Regions from separate parts of the Gossypium arboreum genome. Here all the other regions are linked to region 3. A link is a contact called in public Hi-C data. All regions are on one chromosome and are shown on one strand. Each heading gives the region's core, a stretch centred on a gene start, on an enhancer-like site or on the middle of the called end of the contact. The rest is flanking DNA. Distances are from core to core; before and after follow the strand shown. Region 1 has its middle 61 kb from the start of LOC108466493. Region 2 holds the start of LOC108463143 (ubiquitin-conjugating enzyme E2 variant 1A-like). Region 3 holds the start of LOC108450292 (plasmodesmata-located protein 6-like).

Region 1 (3,484 bases), core at 30-2,529, 610 kb after region 3:
GAGACCCTCAACCTTAAACATGATATTAAAGTCTAAACTTAAGACGTTAAATCCTAAAATCGAGAGTTATTAGTATTTATTTATAATTATTATAAATAAAATAGTCAATTATGTTTTAAATAAAATTATTATTTATTTTAAATTCTCTATTATTTTTATTTTAGTCAATAATAAGATGTTATATTATTATTCATTAATGATGCATGAATCAACAAATATTATTTCTCTAACAAAATATCCAATTCTTTCCTATAATCCACATTTGTGAATGATCACTATTTATTTCAGATTTATATAATTAAAAGGAAATGTTTGGGAGAAAGTGATGTAACTTTTTAATATATACTAGTACTACATTTTAAAAGGAAATTTCTTTCCAGTAATTCACTATTTTCTTCTCAACCTTTTACTCTGGAATTACATAAAATTTAAGTTGATTTCTGTAGTTTTAACAAAGTTTAATTATGTTCTCATGAAAATGACCATAACATGTCAATACCAAGAAGCTTCCTTTTCCCGTATTTTCTTATATTTCATTAAAAAAACTTATAGTTGCTTCAAAATGCCAGTATTATTTTCTAAGTCTTTCGTTCATTGTCATGAAAGGTCAATGTTTTTCTTAGAATTAATGATAGACCTCTCGGGTTTTTCATTGCGTAGAAATTGATCAAGCGAGGAAGTCATTAATGATGCATGCAGCACCCACAAATCAAGTAACGTCAACCTCCTTATAGGATTTAAGCTATCAACAGAATAGATATCTATATCTATGTAAATGATTTTAGCTTGTTTTGATTTAAATGGAACAATAATTAAAACTTTCATCAGATAATTTATTTGGGGTGAGTTCAACACGTGTTATCTTATCTCTACTCCTAATAAAAAAATAATTTTAGACTAATTCAATTAAAACTTCCTCAAAATTCCTTTTTTCATTTCCTTAAAAATTTATGACTTAAACATGGTAACATAGTCATGCAATTTCTTGTTTTTATTGCAATTTCGATATGGACCGGACATTTAAGTCAGAATTTGGCAATGAGGAGTATGGTTGGTCAAGGATTGTGGAGGAGCAAGAATGGGAAGTTCCATCAAAGCAAAATAATGGAGGGCAGGAAAGGGAAACGATGGAGAGATGAAGGAAAGGGAAGGTCACATTCAATAATTAAATCAAATGTCCATATATGTACATTTATCAAAGCGATGAATGATTTGTCATTGCTTTTATTAGGTGCCCACAGCACTTTTAGGTCTATGGTTTAACCTCCGACCAAACTGTTGTCATTTTGCTATATTAGATAAGATTTAAGAGCAGTTGCATCACCCCCCCCCCCCCAATTGCCCTTTCTATAATACCCTTTGATTTTGGGTTAGATCATGCAATGTCTCTCGACTTTGGAGCTGGCAATTAATAATACTAAACCATAATATACCCTTTGTTTTATAAATACATAACTGCATTTGTGCCACGGTTATATTGTCCCTTGCCTCACTTCATTGTTGTTGCCAATCATGCATGGATCTCTTTTGGAACCAAATTATTAGGTTTGATGAGAAGAGGATAAGTTATCAATTATGATTGAAGTCTCTGTCTCTCATTTCTTAAGCTGCAATTTTTATGCTTTTTTTCTTCACTTCGAAATGAAAATTTCAGAGACAACTTTCCAAAATGTTTTAACTGTCATTATTGCATTTTTTTAAAAAAATGAACTTTGGTCAATACAATATTTGTGGCCATACAATTGGGTGCGTAGCTAGTGGCTGATAGGGGACGACCCTCCTAAAACAGAAAAATTTTAATTTAAATCTTTTAAATTTTTTAAAATTTTAAATTAGTAAAGATAAAATTGTACTTTTAGCCTTTTTAAAAAAGATAAAAATTTGATTTATTATTTTTAAAAATTATAAAGATATAGCTTATTAAAATGGTGAAATTATATTTTTACTATCGTAAAAATTATAACCTAATTTCGACCCTCCTAAAAAAATTTTGACTTCGGCCCTACATACGATCCAACTAGTGAGGTATGGGTCGTGCTGTGAGTAGATATGTTAGAATTATTATTTTTAGATATTCACATGTCATAACATACAATTGAATGTAATCTACAGATATGAGTACTAATTAGTTTGTGTTATGATGTGGGTTCAAATATATGAAAACACATTAAGATGGTAAAATTTTAAGAAAGTTGTGAACACCAAAGAGAATAATTCCAACTTATGTATTCACGACATGGCTCATGCCCCGTGAGCTAAATTAGGTCATGGCAATCAAGGGTGAAGCCAGAAATATTGATGGGGGAGGATGGGTATTTAAATAAAACAAACATGTTCAAAGTATGCCCAACCCCTTTTAATAAACTATTTTTAATTTCGAGATGACGGGCTAGACCTAATTTCAACAATGTATTTTTAAAATTGGTATAATCATAATCTCCAAAATTTAGAAAAAACAAAATAAGTTTATTGCTCAATTAGATATTGTAATTATTTAAGTTTATTTTTTATTTAGTTACTATTTATATACTATTCATACTTAGATATTGAAATTATTTAATTTTATTTTTACCAAATTAATATTTAAATACTATTTTGTATTAATTTATCAATTTAAACTAAAAATGTTTCTAAATTTATCATAAAAATTATAAATTCTATAAACGAAATAAAATTGAAAAAAATCTTTAGAAAACAAAACTTTATCCTAATCTTAAGCACTAATTATAAGATAAAAATAAAAGTTTTACAAACTTAAAGGACTTAAATGAAAATTAACAAAATTGAAGGGACGGAGTCACTGCTAATTAGAAATTGTAATTAGAGTATGTACTTATTTTTGACATAATATTAAGGGTAGAAGATGAGGACAATACAATTTAAATATATACCAAAGGAATATCGGACAAGAGTTTTAATCATCACTTCATTTAAGTCAAGACTATGACATTCTTTATTCATCTATTTATATAATATAATAACATATAAATATAATATAATATAATATAATTATCAGTATTAGTATTAGTATAATCATATTCTAATTGCTTTAAATTATGTTGCTCAAATGGTTGTTGATTTTTTTTTCAAATCTTAGAATCAAAATCAGACAAGATGTGCATGTGAGGAAAAATGTTGGAATTTGATCAGCAATTCAAAGACAAAAATACATAGAATATTGACAAGACTTATCCATTCTTTCACTTATATTATAGGGCCATAAATTTATTTTCCAGTCATAATGACCATTTTGTCACAACAAACGCCATAATAAACAAAGTTCTAATGAGATTGGAATTGCAGCGCTTCACCTTTATTTTTTAAATATCTTTCAACGGCAGTTAACGAAAATTAAGATTGTTAACCAAAGAACTCAAAGAAAGTTATCAATTTTGTCCAATTAAAATGAAAATAAACTCTAACTATTTATTATAATATAAATTTAAAATTTAAATTACAATAATTTTAGATAATGGTAGATCAA
Region 2 (3,325 bases), core at 429-2,928, 920 kb after region 3:
TTTACTTGTTTGAAGTTGAAGCCTAATGCAAAAGGATTGGCTAGTTTAATTGGGATTATTATATGCATTTATTTTCATACACTGTATACTCGACCACACAAACTAGCATCCTGATTTGCACTTATTTCATTTGTTCATTCATTGCATGCTTGACCAGAATTTCATCAATCAATTAGAATGCAGATACAACTAGTCCTGAAATATACAGTCGCATTTCATCATCACAAACCAAAGATTAGGAAATCACAGGTTTCAAGGACAGAAAAATTGTATAAAAAACATTCTGATCCGCTTTGTGTCTCTTGTCTTGATTATCCATCACATGCTCGCCAAGATGAGTTCTCGAAGCCTCAACGTCAGCAGTCATGATTTGGACAACCATTGACTCGAGGATATTATGATGGATTCTACAGGTCGTTGTCTTCTTTCAGCTTAAACAAATCATTGCCATTCCATTACAAGCTTGCTAGCACTCCATTTACAGTTGCATATGCGTCCCATGTCACAAGTGCTATTAATTAATCTCAACAGATTCCTTCAGAAGTGGATCAATGGTCTTGACATGTGAAATGAGTTAAGAAAAAGTAACGTCAGAGCTAGCACAGCCCATGCATCATAGTCAAACGGCCATTTTAGCATTATTTAGAGTTGTCATAGGCTACAAGCCCTAGGCATGGAAAAAATTAGAAGAGATGGATACCATTTTAAAGGTTATTTCTTCTTCTTTCTGAATGTAGCCAGTCAGCATTAATATTCTTTACTTGAAAAGGTACATTAAACAAATGTTGCCAGATGTAATTAGTAATAATATAATGCAATGGCTCCGTTACACTTATAAGTATAAATAATTAAACTCAAAAGAGTACCTCAGAACAGAAAGTGAAGAAAAACAGATTAAAAATAACAGAACTACCTTAATGCAAATTCGAATAAGGGCTTTATCCATTACCGGTCCAATACCAAGGAAAAGGACAAGAACTCAAAGAAATAGAAAAACTGGCTTCATTCATTTATTCCTACAATAACAGATTAACCAAATACAAGGCTACAAATTCATAACCATAAATATCTCTATTATTAAAGCCCAAACTGAAACCGGGAATTAAACCCATTAATATTATAAAAATATTGAAAATCCACTCTCAAGCATATATGAAAACAAGTACTTTAGACTAAACAAAAGAACACCAATATCAAAACTAAACCCTATTTTGTACCAAATCCAAGGGATATCACACCCAAAATACACAAGATGCATATACTTTCGAAGCTCCATCAACAACGGAATGATAACAAAATTTCACGTATAACAAATAAAAATGGGAACTTTGAGTAACAAAAGCGACAAATCTGGGGCTTTGAAAATCGAAAACTTACCAACAACACATGATCCTTCTGAACCCATTTCTTCTTTCAATCGTTTCAATTCAAAGGGAGAAAAAAGAACAAACAGTTATGGTTTCTTTGATTCAAAAGAGAGAATCAAACCCCCACCCAAAAAAAATAGAAAGAAAGATGTAGAAAGAGAAATATTACAAGAGAAAGTTTGGAATCTAAAATCGAAAAAATCAACAACCACTGTTCAAAACTGACGATAAGTGGTCCACTACTGCTGTTTATCGCGGTCAGGCAAGGCAAGGTTGTTAGGAGAAAGCAATTAAATATAAAAAGTAGAAGCCTTTTCTTATTTACAGTGAATAAAAATTATTTAATTATCTGTAACTCTGTTATGTTTTATTTTAAGTGTTCTTTTTAAAATTTTATTTTTATTTTCTGTTTAATAAAAAAATTTTGTTTGATAAATTGCAAAAGTTAAAAGATAAATTTTATTATTAAATTTTATAAGTTCCACACATATTAAAAAATTGTTTGACATTATACTTTATTTTTGTTTTAACGTAAGTAACTGGATTCATTAATTATAAAGGAATTGAAGTTTATAACCCTAGTTTGAAAATAACTAAGCAACAGCAAGATAACAAAAAAATAGCAAATAAACAATAAAATAAACGAAGTGGAAATAAAAGTGGATCGTTGGCTTTGTTAGGACCTTCATCCTCCCCAGATTGCAACCCAGTTGATCAGAGGGGAGCCTCTTCTCACTCTTCCAAAATTTCACCCTTCTGTTTCCTTTTTCCTCTCAAAAGATCTATTGCCATTCCTCGGAGTGGACCCTTTTGGCCATTTCTTGAGTCAGTTAGCCTCGTTGGCCGTCCGATCTTCTCTCCTCCTCCATTTTTCCCACGGCGAACTCCGGCACTTCCCCTACCAGGTAAGCTTGCTCCCTTAATTTTAATCCTCCCATCGCTAAAACATGCGCTTGGTCGTTCCTCTCCCTTGTGTGGGAGAACAAACGGGTTGGAAATCATCTTTTAACGATTTTACATTTTCAATGAAAGCACTTATATATAATAGGCTATATTTTGTTTTCTTTAATTTTTGCAGTTATATTTTGAAATTGTATAAATTTACCATTCAATTATTAGTGTGATTGAATTTTACCACTAAACTTTAAATTTTTTTAAAAAATTTTCATAAACTTTAATTTTTAGTTAAAAATTTAGTACTTAATATAAATTTTGATGACTTGAAAAATTCAACTTTAACTACTAATCAAAAGTTACTTAAAGTTCATACTTTTATGTATTATAGATAGATAAGTCATAAATATTTAATTTAATCAAGTTACATATTCAACTTTAACTACTAATAAATTAAGTCATTTATACTAACATTGTAACACTCTCGACTCGATTTGATTGGTTGGATCCGGATCTTAGGTATTATCACGTTAATACAAATAAAAACTCAATCTACTTTTGCAAATTACGGTCACTTAGGTCTTACTTAATTACAAAATTTCTAATTTGAATAGATAAACATGTACAAGTAAATATAATTACATCACGTGGTAATTAAAATACAACAATATTTAATTTGAAACTCTAATACAATACAGATGCCCCAAATAGGGACTTCTAAGTAATAATTCAGTCTTGGAATACATCGCCAATCTTGCTCTTTATGCACAATAACCTGATATTTCACTTTTAGGGATAGTCCTAACATCGTCCCTCTCAACGTAGACTTACGTCATCTCACTTATAACATAATACATACAGATAAGTTTATAAGAATTTAGTGAGGAAAACATAATTTACATGAGTCATATTTGCACATTGCAATTGATAGTTTAGATAGATGATACCATCGTCCTTAAACTTTCAACTTTGTCTCTGATGAATACTTCCTCAAGTTTTGTTTCCATATTCACATCAGATATCATACCTTACTTTGAAATCACTTCTTCTTATCGAAGTATTCA
Region 3 (3,224 bases), core at 139-2,638:
AAATTTTTGATTAATTTTATTTGTGAGACATTTTAAAATTATAAAATACTTGTTTGATAATAATATAATTAAAAAATAATGTAATTAATCAGAATTTAATAAAAATAATAGTTTTAATAGTTGGATTTAATTTTTAAATCTAAAAGAAAAAATAAACTCCTAAAATATATATATAGGGACTAAATTTTAAATTTTTGAATACTATATGAACTAATGAAAATTTTAACCATAAAGTTACTTTTAAGTTTTTGGTAAAAAAATATTTGACATGAAAATTAGAAAAGAAACACATAACCTCTATCTCACACAAGAGAGAAAAACAAAGTTTACAATTTACAATATTTTGAATAATTTTGCAAATCACACAAAATATTAACCACCGCCAACACCACCACCAAAGGGGGCGGGAGATTGGTGATGGAGCTTACTGCTCACCTTTTTGGCCGTGGGAGTGGTCTCCACCTTCTGAGTACCGCGCGTAGCACTTGGCTAAGTACATGTCACCCCATTTGGCAGCCCCACAGTCGGTTTTGAGCCTTCCGATCGCGTCTGATAAGCAATCTTGGCACTCGCTCGGACTCAAATCCCCTACACACTGAGCTACACCTTGTACATCCCCTGAACCGCTTACCCGAAACGGCTTGTAGGTACCATCACTTGCTCCCAAGTAACCCAACACCGCATCACGCCGACCCAATGCTTCCGAGTAAGACGAAATCGACGGCCCACATTTTTTCACCACCACCGTCTTGTCCTCCACCCCCAGGAAAGTCGTGTTATCATATTTAACGAAACACCCTTCGAGTTGCAACACGCCACCCGTAGAGTCAAGGCAAAGAGTGCCGAGTTGACTGACGGCTTTCGCCACACAGCGGCCACAATCACCGCTGTTGAGGTTACCACGGCACTGGAATAGGCCGTAGACAGTGTCCTGATTGCTGGCTCCTGGAAGGGTAAAGTTACTGTAAGAGGTGTACATGGCTGAGTTGACCAGGGAAGTGAGTATGGAGTTGACGTTGGACTCATAAGGTGAGCCAGACGTGTATTTAAGCTGCGAACAGCCACCGAAAACGAAGGAATCGGTGGCTGAATCTGATGGTGTTATAAAGAAACACCATACAGCGAGAAGAAGAAGAAACAGCGACGTTATTTTCGTAGCTAAAGCCATGGGGGTGTGTGAGAAAAAGAAGGGTTTGAAAAAGAATATAGAAAGGGGAGTGAAGGATGGCTTAAAGAAGAGGCTATCAAAGCATTAAAAACTGATGGATGACACTGTTTTGTGTGAGAGAAAAGGAGAGGATTGTTGCTTTGAGGGGAATTTACGTAAGGAGGAAACTAGCTTCGTATTTTCACATGAATTTCCATATATGATTTTTTTCTCATATGTGGTTTTTATAATGATTATTAAATCATGTTTTTACCAACTGCTTTAACTAATCGAAGAATGCGGACACTTTTTTTTTTTTAATTACTAAAGTAGATAAAAGGGTTTTGGTATCGTGTTAAAAAGTTTGCGACAAATCATTTCTAGTATTATTAACATTTTAAGAATGATTTACTATGGATACTTTTTGAGTTGATTAATGAGGGATTTACTATGGATACTTTTTGAGTTGATTAATGAGGAGTAATGTAAAAAAAAAAATGTTAGGAGAAATTATATCGAAATGGGAGAATTTGTTCGACCCATTGTACCTTTCGGACATTAGGGGTTCAAGACAATTTTTTTTTCTTTTTCCTTTAAAAGTTGTAGAAAATATTATTGATTTATTATTATATTTAGTGTTTCCATAATTGGTTGTTTAAATAAAAATTTAATAAAATGAATCATTTAACTAATGATATATAATCCAGAGTTGAATTAAATATATTTTTTATTTCAGTAGTGTTAAATTGAAGATTTGACCAATTAAATCCAAAACAATAATTTGACTGCATTAAGCATAACAATAATAAGTGATAAATTATTGCAACTGAAAATTTTCGATACCCATGTAAATTAAAATTTGAAAAACGTGACAAGTCATCATATAGTAATAATATTACTAAGAATTAATTGCATGAATGAATATTTTTGGTATTTAATTAGTTGGAAAATGACATTAGTGAGAGATGAGGAGCGGTGGGGATTGAGAAAAGAAGTAATATAGTATAGGGTTTTGAGTGATGGTGAGGTTAAAAGTCAGATGTGGTTGTGGTTGAGGGACCGGTAACGGTTGGCCCGTATTACATCAAAGATGGTCCGGGGCTCCTACATTATAATTCATCCATCAAAATCAATTCCATCTTTCATTTACAAAAATCATTTGGTTCGGTGTGCTATCAGTTTAGTTTAGTGAGATTGGAAATATATTTATTCAGTATAGTTTTTATATACGTATCACATGAGGCCTTTAATATGGGGTTAGTGCGCGGAGCAAGATTTTGGATGGTTAGAGGGAGGAGATTGCAATAGAAAGTGATAGGTACAAGTATTAATATTATTATTTTAGTTGATTTAATGATCAAAGATACGAAAAGGGATTTTTCTAGCTACTTCTAGAAATCAAGTATCGTAGGAGAAAAAAATTTGCAATTTGTAGAAAGTTTTAATTAGAAGATGAGGTGTGGGGTGAGATGGGTACCTAAGTTTGTACGGCTAAAAAAATATTTATAGTAAATAAAAATATATTTATCCAAAGGATTTTCTTTTTATTGGTAAAATAACGAGGCTTAAACAGCCTTAGCTATTACAATCATAATCATAATCATTTTTCATTTAGCTATGCCATAAAATCTGCAAGCACTGTTTCCCAACTGCTTCCAACAAGGTTTCTTAATTCCGGGCACCACCGTAGCCTCTTTCCTCATCTGTATTAATAATAGACTTTCAATCATGAGATTCCGGAACCCTATCTGAATATCTCAAATTTCGTATTATAAATTATCTTAAATGTAACCATCTACGAACATATTTTTTATATTAAAATATCTTATTATTTATGAATTTACTTTTTACCTAGTATGTAGGATGTTAAAAAAATCTCACAACCATTGGATTTCAACCTGTCCCGTCCCTATAGAGATTTTTTTTTTTCAAATGCTTTCAGGTCGGATTAGTTAGTTTTTTCATTAAAATTACAATTTAGGTAAAGCCCATCTTCCCCTGTCTTGTCCCAATATATTTACAAGGATACCCCACTTTTATTTTCACTTGTGTGTATCCCTTCCTTTGCACAGGGAAT

What was found. Hi-C and Micro-C count contacts between places; a contact is called where the count stands out from the background.
Region 1: a Hi-C map of leaf shows a contact between it and region 3, with 4 times the contacts expected there. The contact joins the enhancer-like site here to the promoter of LOC108450292 in region 3. A contact is called at or near these places in 2 of 5 Hi-C or Micro-C datasets (both in leaf).
Region 2: a Hi-C map of leaf shows a contact between it and region 3, with 3 times the contacts expected there. The contact joins the promoter of LOC108463143 here to the promoter of LOC108450292 in region 3. A contact is called at or near these places in 2 of 5 Hi-C or Micro-C datasets (both in leaf).

What each region holds. Positions count from the first base shown.
Region 1 is chr2:82,468,277-82,471,760 of ASM2569848v2, forward strand. No RefSeq gene overlaps it. Among protein-coding and RNA genes, the nearest start is that of LOC108466493, 61 kb to the right of the region's middle. Within about 2 kb of position 1,280, at least 1 of the 2 cell types and tissues checked has an H3K27ac peak or open chromatin away from gene starts, as enhancers often do. A contact at or near this core is called in leaf, where this site is marked.
Region 2 is chr2:82,777,288-82,780,612 of ASM2569848v2, forward strand. It overlaps LOC108463143 (ubiquitin-conjugating enzyme E2 variant 1A-like), which reads right to left and starts at 1,679. Exons shown (of 5, transcript XM_017763092.2): 1 at 1,378-1,679. The coding sequence starts at 1,405.
Region 3 is chr2:81,862,500-81,865,723 of ASM2569848v2, forward strand. It overlaps LOC108450292 (plasmodesmata-located protein 6-like), which reads right to left and starts at 1,389. Exons shown (of 4, transcript XM_017747851.2): 1 at 436-1,389. The coding sequence starts at 1,168.